Linked DNA regions of Rattus norvegicus: region 2 is linked to region 1. The links are chromatin contacts, called in public Hi-C maps. All regions are on one chromosome and are shown on one strand. Each heading gives the region's core, a stretch centred on a gene start, on an enhancer-like site or on the middle of the called end of the contact. The rest is flanking DNA. Distances are from core to core; before and after follow the strand shown.

What was found. A called contact is a pair of places that touch in the nucleus more often than the background predicts.
Region 2: a Hi-C map of the Rat2 cell line shows a contact between it and region 1, with 9 times the contacts expected there. The contact joins two enhancer-like sites. A contact is called at or near these places in 3 of 12 Hi-C or Micro-C datasets (the A7r5 cell line, the Rat2 cell line and Schwann cells).

Annotation. Positions count from the first base shown.
Region 1 is chr13:78,126,026-78,130,747 of GRCr8, reverse strand. It overlaps the pseudogene LOC103692020. Among named protein-coding and RNA genes, the nearest start is that of Prrx1, 76 kb to the left of the region's middle. Within about 2 kb of position 2,102, at least 6 of the 93 cell types and tissues checked have an H3K27ac peak or open chromatin away from gene starts, as enhancers often do.
Region 2 is chr13:78,786,631-78,791,352 of GRCr8, reverse strand. The region is part of intron 19 of Kifap3 (kinesin-associated protein 3); the gene reads right to left. Among named protein-coding and RNA genes, the nearest start is that of Scyl3, 23 kb to the left of the region's middle. Within about 2 kb of position 2,357, at least 6 of the 93 cell types and tissues checked have an H3K27ac peak or open chromatin away from gene starts, as enhancers often do.

The DNA of each region.
Region 1 (4,722 bases), core at 853-3,352:
GTTTAAAGCTACAGTCCACCATAGTGAGAAAGGCACAGCATAGGGGGACTGAAGAGGTTGGGACGCCTTGTATCCACACTCACAAACAAGAGAGAAGTGAGTCTCTTCTCTTTCTCTCTTTCTCTCTTTCTCTCTTTCTCTCTTTCTCTTTTTCTCTCTTTTTCTCTTTCTCTCTTTCTCTTTCTTTCTCTTCCTCCTCTTCCTCTTTCTCTTTCTCTTCCTATTCCCCTCCCCCTCCCCTCCCCTCCCCCTCCCCTCCCCTCCCCCTCCCCTCCCCTCCCCTCCCCTCCCCTCCTCTCTCTTCTCCTCCCCTCCCCTCCCCTCTCCTCCCCTCCCCTCTCCTCTCCTCTACTCTCTTCTCCTCTCCACTCTTCTCTTTCTCTCCTTCTCTACTCCTCCTACTATTTAAGTCAGAACCCTAGCTCTTGGAATGGCACAGCCCATATTCAGGGAAATCTACTCTCCTCAGTTAAACCTCTCTGAGAAGACCCTGATAGATGTGTTTATCTCCTAGGTAATTCTAAGTTCAGTAAAATAGACAATGAAGATTAAACATACTAATTTTTTTTTGTCTAAAAGACTGGTGTCTGGCAGCACATCAGGTTTGTGAAAAACTACTATGTATTGTTAATAACATAGGTAATTCTATTGATGGTAAAGTGAAGCACCAAATGAGATATTTAATTTTAGTTTAAAAGAAAGTTAGAAAAGACAATTAAGAAATATTATCCTTATAAATTTTGATAATGGGAAGTTATTTTGAAATATTATCTCTTGGCATACATTAGTTCACGCAAATAACTGAAAATCCTTACCAAAAGTAAAATTTGTCTGTCTTCAGAGACTAGCATATAGGTATACTTGACTTTAAGGCCTGAAGGACATTGACTAGGGTCTGAAAATAGGGAAATGGTGATCATGATAGGTACTTACACCTATCTTAGTGAATTTGCTCATATGTTCATTTTGATATTTCTTGAAAGTTAAACACAATTTCTTACTGGTGGATGATAATGCTGGCATAAATTACAAACAGCAATGACTCCCCAATATGATACAATTTGCTTATATTTCATAGCAATGTGAATTATCTTGTCAAATAAGATCTCATGCTGCACTCCAAAATGATGAAGAAGAGGAGGAGGAAGAGGAAGAAGGAGAAGGAGGAGGAGAAGAAGAAGAGGAGGAGGAGGAGGAAGAGGAAGAGGAAGAGGAAGAGGAGGAGGAGGAGGAGGAGGAGGAGGAGGAAGAAGAAGAAGAAGAAGAAGAAGAAGAAGAAGAAGAAGAAGAAGAAGAAGAAGAAGAAGAAGAAGAAGAAGAAGAAGAAAGCTGAGGGGTTGCTCATAAGATTCAAAAAATTAAATGGTATTCTTCATACTATGAAATATGAAAGCCAGAAGATAAAACCACACATTAACCTCTCAAATTATTCTACCAAAATGTGCTGCTCTACTGACAGATACAAGTCTGATTGTTGGTAGGGGCAAAGCCTAAGATAGGAATCACATATTGGCTCATCTCCTGGAAGATGGAGCCTTCAGAAATCCGAGTTACAAAATGGTGACATCTACATTTCATTCTGAATGTAAATCCATCACCTGTATGAAGACAGATTTCTAATCTCCTCTTTACACTAGATTTTCCTTGTCTCAAAGCCAGGGAGACATCACAGCAGCATGAGCGAGTCACAAGCTTTGGGAATTCCTACCAGTGCTGCCCTGTGGATACACTGTGGACTTTTCAATTCTCCGATTTCTTTAAACTTTTAAGTCTTTTCATTGAAAAACAGAATAAGAGGAAAAAAGAAAAGAGAAGAGGAGAAGTCAGCTATCTTGCTTGTTGGCAGTCCTATCACACAGAACCAAGAAGAAGACTATTAATGGTGATGCATTTCCCTAATGACACTGGAGCATCTGACCTATAGTTCTTACAGTGGCTTCACGTTGTGCTGCCCAGCTTGAACTCTTAAAAACCTCCAGATTGCTAAACCAAGCATCCTCCAATTTTGCCAAGGAAAATAAATCTATTTTCCTATTTCCTGTGCTCTGTCAGGGTTAAAAGCCATAAAAGGAAGCCAAAATTCCTCCACAATAGGCTCACAGACCTAAGGAGACCATTATTTTCAATGTAGAAATAATCTTCCTTGAACCGATGTTCTTGCTGGCCACATTGAGCATTGAGAAATCAGGGAAACCTTTTTTGAGGAAACAACATTGAATTGATTGAGGAATTTGACCTGAGATAACAGGAAGTGGTCTTCAATTACTGTCTATAGCTCAGGATGGCATTGGTAGACCACTCTGATGAAGGTAGGTGGGGGTTGTGTGTAAATCTTGGGGACAGTGACTACTTGAGATGCTTAGCTAAAGCAAAGCAAGGTTTACCCGCCATTCCTCACAGGAAGACAAAGCTAGCCTGATGCCAATGGACTTCTCTGAATTTCCTCTCTTTCCAAGGCAGGGGAGCTCAAGTTAGGAGAGGCTAGTTCAACACTTTTCAGAAGCCTTCAGTGCAAACATATTTCATCCATTAGGGTAATGTTTTCCTCAGGCTTGGCCAGGAATAAATCCCAACCTTCTCCCCTTAAGATCCCAAGGACACAGCTGATTTGTTTTCAGTTGGGGCAATGAAATGTTTAAATGAGAAACACATGTCCGTTTGGTCTGGAGAGGACACGTTAGGCAGCTTCCTTCTTGTTTATGAGGGCCTCCATGCAGCCATAACCTGACAGCCGCAGACACTCTAAACCTGCGACTTGCAATTAACTCCTAGTAATAATTCCTTCTAGGGTCCGGGTACATTTTAATTCGATGTAAAGTGATCATTATCTAGTATAAGCTTTCAAGTGCTCTTCAGTTTAAAAGAGGGGGGTGCTCTTGAAAACCTTATTTAATCGTTGCCTTCCTCTTTCTTGGAACACAAATAATTTGACCAAAGTGCTCCACCCAAATGCCCATGAGCCCATAATGCTGTCTGTTTTAGATAATGTATCCCTGTGGGTTTTTCTTTTCAACATTAAAAAAAAATCTGATTTTTTTTCTAATCCTGAATCCCAAGCAAAATCTCCTGAGAAAACTAAACTTAATAAAGAGAGGTTGCCAAGTTAGAGGATTCTCAGGAAATGATCACATAGGAGAGTTTGAGACTGGCACTTTAGCTACCTGGGCAGGGGGATGAGAAGATGTACAGCGAGAAAGGACCTTGATGTCAGCCCTGCCTGGAACTGCTAACATGGTCCCGATGTGTGTCCATGGCCCCGTGTGCAGCTCATACTGAGTCATTCTTGTAAATAAATTAAATCCTGGTAGGCTTAATCAGAGTCTTTGTCATGTTCTTTGGGTAGTGTTTCAAGAAATAATAAGAGTTTGGAAACAGAAATGATCTTTAAATTGTTCTCACCAGCATGTGATTCAGTTGCTATTCATGTTAGCTGATATGACCATCAGCGTCTTTCAGTATCCTAAATAATGTTCTCTGGTGTTTTCTAGTGTCTGTACATTAGTTAAAGACTATAGTTTTTTTTTTAATGATACCAAGCCATATTTACTATTTACATTATTATTAATGAATTTATTAAACAAATATTTTATCGTACTTACACCATTAGACGTCTATAATAATGAGCCAAGAGTATACAGAAGGTCAGAAGTACATTAAGAATAACCTAAGACATAAAATTCCTAAGAGTTCCCAGAAGTTCTGATGTCTTGTTCTCTAAATCCCTAAGACTAACATTAAGCAAAGAAGGATGAAAATATTTTGAACTTAGAAATCAGGAGTTAGGGCTGGAGAGATGGGTCAGAGGTTAAGGGCACTGTCTGCTTATCCAGAGATCATGAGTTCAATTCCCAGCAACCACATGGTGGCTCACAACCATCTGTAATGGGATCTGGTGCCCTCTTCTGGCCTGCAGGTGTATATGCAGGTGAAACGCTGTATACATAATAAATAAATCTTAAAAGAAAGAACGAACGAACGAACTCAGGAGTTAGAGTAGGCCACTCAGGCTCCTGTGACTCTTACAAAGTGGAAAATACTAACATGTAACAAAATTGCCGATAAAAATCAAATTAAGGTTAATCTTTATATCATTTAACACCATTCAATACACTCTTTATAAATACCCCATACCAATGCAAAGAATAACCATACATAATATTTACCAAATTTTGTGTGCCCGTGTGTAATTTTGAGAAGAATAGTAATTGGGGTTAACTGATAAATACTGTTTATCAGACAAGCAAGGTTAATACCTCCAATAATAAATAGCAAATGGAAAATGTTGAAGTCCATCAAGGTTGCCTGGCAACAGCTCCATGTGTAATTATGAGCACTCTGCCGAGGCTGACGAGTCTCTCCAGTCTGCAGAACAGGACCAGGAGTGCATGCTGTGAAGAGAGGGCAAAGTTTTAGACCTAAGAATCTTTCCAGATCTGATTTAAACTGGGCCTTCTTTCCAATCAAAATCCAACTTACTAAACGGGGGAAACCATGGGAAGGGGATCAGATAGAACAGAAAATGAGAGGTCGGGTGTGCCTGAGGATCCTACCAAACAGTCAAGGTCATCAGGACATCCAACATTCCCAGTGTTTCCCAAGCTCAGTCACTTAAGTCACCGTCTTGTACTTGGTGCAACATCTGCCGACCACCTGGATTCCTATTTACTTAATATTTTCTTTAATTTGGCTTATTTTGTTACTTAGCCTTGTCCCAAACAATAA
Region 2 (4,722 bases), core at 1,108-3,607, 660 kb before region 1:
TTAAAACTGACTCAAAGTTTTAATAACTACAGATAATCTGAATGAGAGAGCCTTCCCCATGAGTAGAGGAAGTACTTCATGAAATATTCCATGGGGCTGTCAGACAGGTTAGGAAGCTAGTTTGACTTTAATAGTAAGAAAATTCCATGTTTTTGAAATCCCTGGTGTAGGAAGAGAAATGCCACACAAGTAAATAATACCTAATAAGGTCTCAGAACGGGCGCCCAAATGTAATTTACAAAATCGCCACTAGATGGCGAGCTTGTCTTACCACTGTACTCAGAATGTGCCACTGAGTTTTAAAACAGCTAATTGCATTTAAACTATTTAACACGCATGGAGTGAAGTTTTGCTTCCTCAGATAACTAATGTCTTCAATTTTATAAGTGTGAAATAATCTAGTTCACACAAAATAGGAAACACCTGTCCCTGAACGTAAAGTCTGTGACCGTGGGGCTTAAGTGACTGTCTTCCACACTGACTTTTTCTTTTCTTTTTTCTTTTTTTGTGACAGTGTATCACTGTGTAGCTCTGGCTGGCCTGGGACTCACAGAGACCAGCCTACCTCTGAGCTTCCCAAGTGCTGGAATTAAAAGTGTGAGCCACTATGCCTAGCTTGCTTGCAAGTGAAAAGTTAAACCTGCACATTAAAGTACTATTCTGACTGCATAGTTTGAAAACTGTCATGGAACCAACAGCAAAAACGTTTATGTCTTTTGTAAGTTTAACTGTTGTACACATGTATTTTAGATTTCTCTAAGGCATTAATTTGTTTTGAAATTGAATCACTGTATCATTGAGAAAATGAAATGCAAGAGTATAATTATGCAGTCTTTTAATGAGTCTGTCATATGTACACACACACAAAGACACAGTTTAGTCGTAATTTTAATTTCCTTTTGTGTGTTGTATACACATAATTATATTTTGCCTTTTATTATTAATAAAGTGAAACATAAATAATACTCAGGGGGTCTGTTTTCTTTGTGTGTGTACCTGTGTGTGCCACATGTGTGCAGGTGCCTCCAGAGACCGGAAGTGTTGCATCCCCACAGCCAGAGTCAGATGTGGTTGTGAGTTGCTTGACGTGGGTGCTGGAAACTGACTCAGGTCCTTTGAAGGAGTAGAAATTGTTCTTAATTACTTAGCCAGCTTTCCAGCCCCATGAATAATATCTTTAAATGAAATTTCATTTTTTCAAAATAAAGGGCAAATTATGTAAGTATTGGGTGGGAAGCTGTATTTAAATCATTCGTCTGGGACTCATTAAAAGCATTGTTAATGACATCCGTCAGCTGGAAGGGGAAAAGACTGTGGGGCGGATTCCTCCAGTTAGTGACTATGTGATGCTTCAGATAAAAACGAATTCACACCAATGGACGGGCGTGTGTAAAAAGTGTCTTTCATTTATTCCGATTGGTAGTGAAATCCCACTTCTCTGACTTCCCTGTAATCTCAATTAATACTTGTCCCCGCCCACTGCAGACCTACAGTTTCCTCTGCGGCACCCTGACCAGGTCCAGGAGGGAGAGAAAGAACAACTCTGACAAACAGTGACATGCCCACTCCTGGGAGTCCTGACGGCACAGCACACAGTGCATGAAGGGAGAAATGAAGGAACTTAGAGACTTGTCTTCTTAGCACCAATTGAGAGAGAATTAGATGTTTTTATTTCACTAGCCCAGAGTAATGGCTAACACTTGTCGGGGTAAGAGTGGGCTGTCAATCAAGAAGGAAATCACAAGCATTTCCATACATGGAAGTGGTTTCTGAATTTGTCTTTTTTTTTTTTTCAAATCTGCACGTCAAGAGCCCTTCCTCATTAGCCTCATCGTCCCCTTTACTAGAAATTCTTTCTATTCTTGTTTTATTTGTTCTGGACATTCAAGGAAAATATTTATAAATTTTGTATTGTTCTGATTTTAGACTGGCTTTCCAAAGAGAACAACAGTTGATGAAAGGAGCTGCGGCTACTAACTAGTTCCTCCCTTCTCTTACTTGTAGCGCTGGTGCCTCAGACAACTCGCTGTATCTGACTCTCAAGCTGAGGTGAGAAGCCGCCTCCGCCTGCAGTGCTCTCTGGCTTCTAGAGAAGTCTTTTAGTTAGGGCACAGCGTCTAGCTCTCTTTGACTACATGTCTTCAATTGTGCACGAGAACTTTCTGAACCTACTGGCGGGTTCTGTGCTGTCAAGCAATGCCTCGCACCCCGGCACGTACCGAGTGGCTTGCGTAAGTTCCACATCAGTAAACTGTCATTAGCACCTCCTTCAAATAACTGCTTGCCTGTCACTGGTCCCCTGTCACTGGCCACACTCATGTGATCTATCACGATGCCTTTCTTCTTCTTAAGGCACAAAACTGTCAGACGTGTCACGTGCAGAGGATCGCCTTGGTAGCAATGTTTTCTCAGGGACAGACTAACCAGCCGTCTGGTACCGAGTGAGTTAAATGTGAGCACCCGAGCTAATGACTGTGTAATGCTAACCTACGTTGCTGGTTCATTTTGACTCTTTAAAATATGAACTGTGTGTTTTACCCCTTGCACTCTCTTAATGATTTGTTTTCAGACTGAAACCGCTTCCAGCCGTCAGTTACGCTCCAGGCCTCTACACATGCACTTTTCCAAGCACAAACATTTCTTTTTCCTATTGGTCTGCCAGCCCTGTCAGAGCAAATTTCACTTTAAACTAAATGCTATGATGCTTAAAACCTCTTGGATTACTTGGGCTGCTGGTGTGATCTATGACCTTCCAAGAATGACAGCTGAACTTTCCAATTTGCTTACACTGCTCGGGGAGCTGGGAAGCAATGCCAAAAGGAAAACGCTTGTGATGTTTGAACAGAGAGGAACGTTCTTGTCGGAGGTGGGGCAGGAGACTATTAGGTACGGAGGAATACTAACAAGGAATGAAAAGAAACTAAACATGCTGTAAAGTCAATGCCTTAAACAACCCAAAGTTAGCACATGAGCACTACCGCGCTCTAGCCGGGCACGCCTAACTGTAAACTGGAAATAACCACGTTTAGTTACAGTCATCTAAGCACCAAGCAGAACTCTAGTTAGACTACACTACTGAATGAGTAAGTCCTAGAAATGGAAAAGAATCTTAAATCATCCTGATTAACAGAGAATAACAGGCTATATCAATCTCTCCCCTTTCTTTATAAAATAGAAATTTGATATCTGAAAAATGTCAGAGGCAATACAGCCATGTAACATGGATGTTATATCATGGATGATATAATACTAGTCTCTTAAATGAAAAAAGTGTTATTAACTTTCTGTGATAACTCATTAAAACTCCTTAAAATAATTAATATAGTTTGGGAAAATTTTAATATAGTTTTGAAACTTTTCTCTTTGTACATCAGATAAGACATAGATGGTTATGAATGTTTAAAAAACCCAAATTGTCATAAAAATAAGATTTTTAACATAAAGCTTCCAACTTATCTGAGACTATTCAACAATTTCTTTCCTTTATTTTGCTGAATAATAGATCAATCATGTCAGTGATAAAATTCATATACTGGCTTGTCAGTAAAGACTTTTTGGAAGATAAATTAAACTAAGAAGTAGTTCTCAAAACTTATGAACAGAAATATGTAGATTACAAAATCTACAGCTAAACTCATTAAAAATCCATGTTTAAAGAACTAAGCAAAAACATCTGAAAATTTGATTGTAAGCAAATTTTAAGTTGTAAATATATGAAAAAGCATTCTTGCCTGCTTAGTCTACTTTTAAGATGTATGTAGGGCAGTGCTACTGTACCCTGAAGCTGCGAATTCAGCCACTTCAGCAGTGAGTACAGGAAGCTGCCAGATAAATGCTGCAGAGGACGGACTCTAACCTGCATCAAAGCGCGCTCTGCATTCACTCCAGAGGCTTAGCCCACGAGAACACACTCAACAGTATAGCTCAATCCATTTTCTACACAAGTTGAAGGTTAACTACGGACTGTCTGGTACAAGACTTCTGAAAATAAAACAGGACATGACTGTCGTCTTCACACACAGGGCTAAGGAAGCCCTGACCCTAGGCCAGGCAGACGGAGTGTAGACAAGGATGTGGAAGCTCAGGATTTCTTACGGACACCTGTGCGGTACCTTGAGTTGTTCTTAAAGGATTATGGGGACACTGCAGACCTTTTCCCACTATCAGCGACACACATGCCATTTCCCTCTATTTGAAGGACTGGTAACTCTGCCATTCCTGACCTTGTGGAGTACTGACTATCTCTTGTATTCAGGTGAGTCCAGTCTCAGGTGACTCCCATGTATAACCCATTCTTAGGTATATGTCTGGTACCTTTTATATATGGATTATAACTGTTACACGAGACGATAGCGATGCATCTGGAAATGCTTGGGAAAGGCTCGCTCCTGCACTGCACACGATGAGGTGGGTGAAGAGAGTGCAGGTGGAGACGAGTCTTGCACATGCTTTCTGTTTGCCTTTACACGGCTTCTGCATAAGTCATGGAGGTTTATGCCTATGCAGATGTCTGCTAATTATTGCTCAGTAAAATAATGCCACGGCCAATCAGTCCTTCCTCTTGCCCTAGCAAGAGTGGACTGCTTGTGTAAACTGGGTAATTCAATCAAACGCTCAGACTCTACGTCATGATAATGCAAATGTAGAACGCCTTTAAGAACAGTGAGGGCAGTGTCTTACTTTATATCCCATGGGCCAGCTCATGTTAAGGAGGAAATCAAG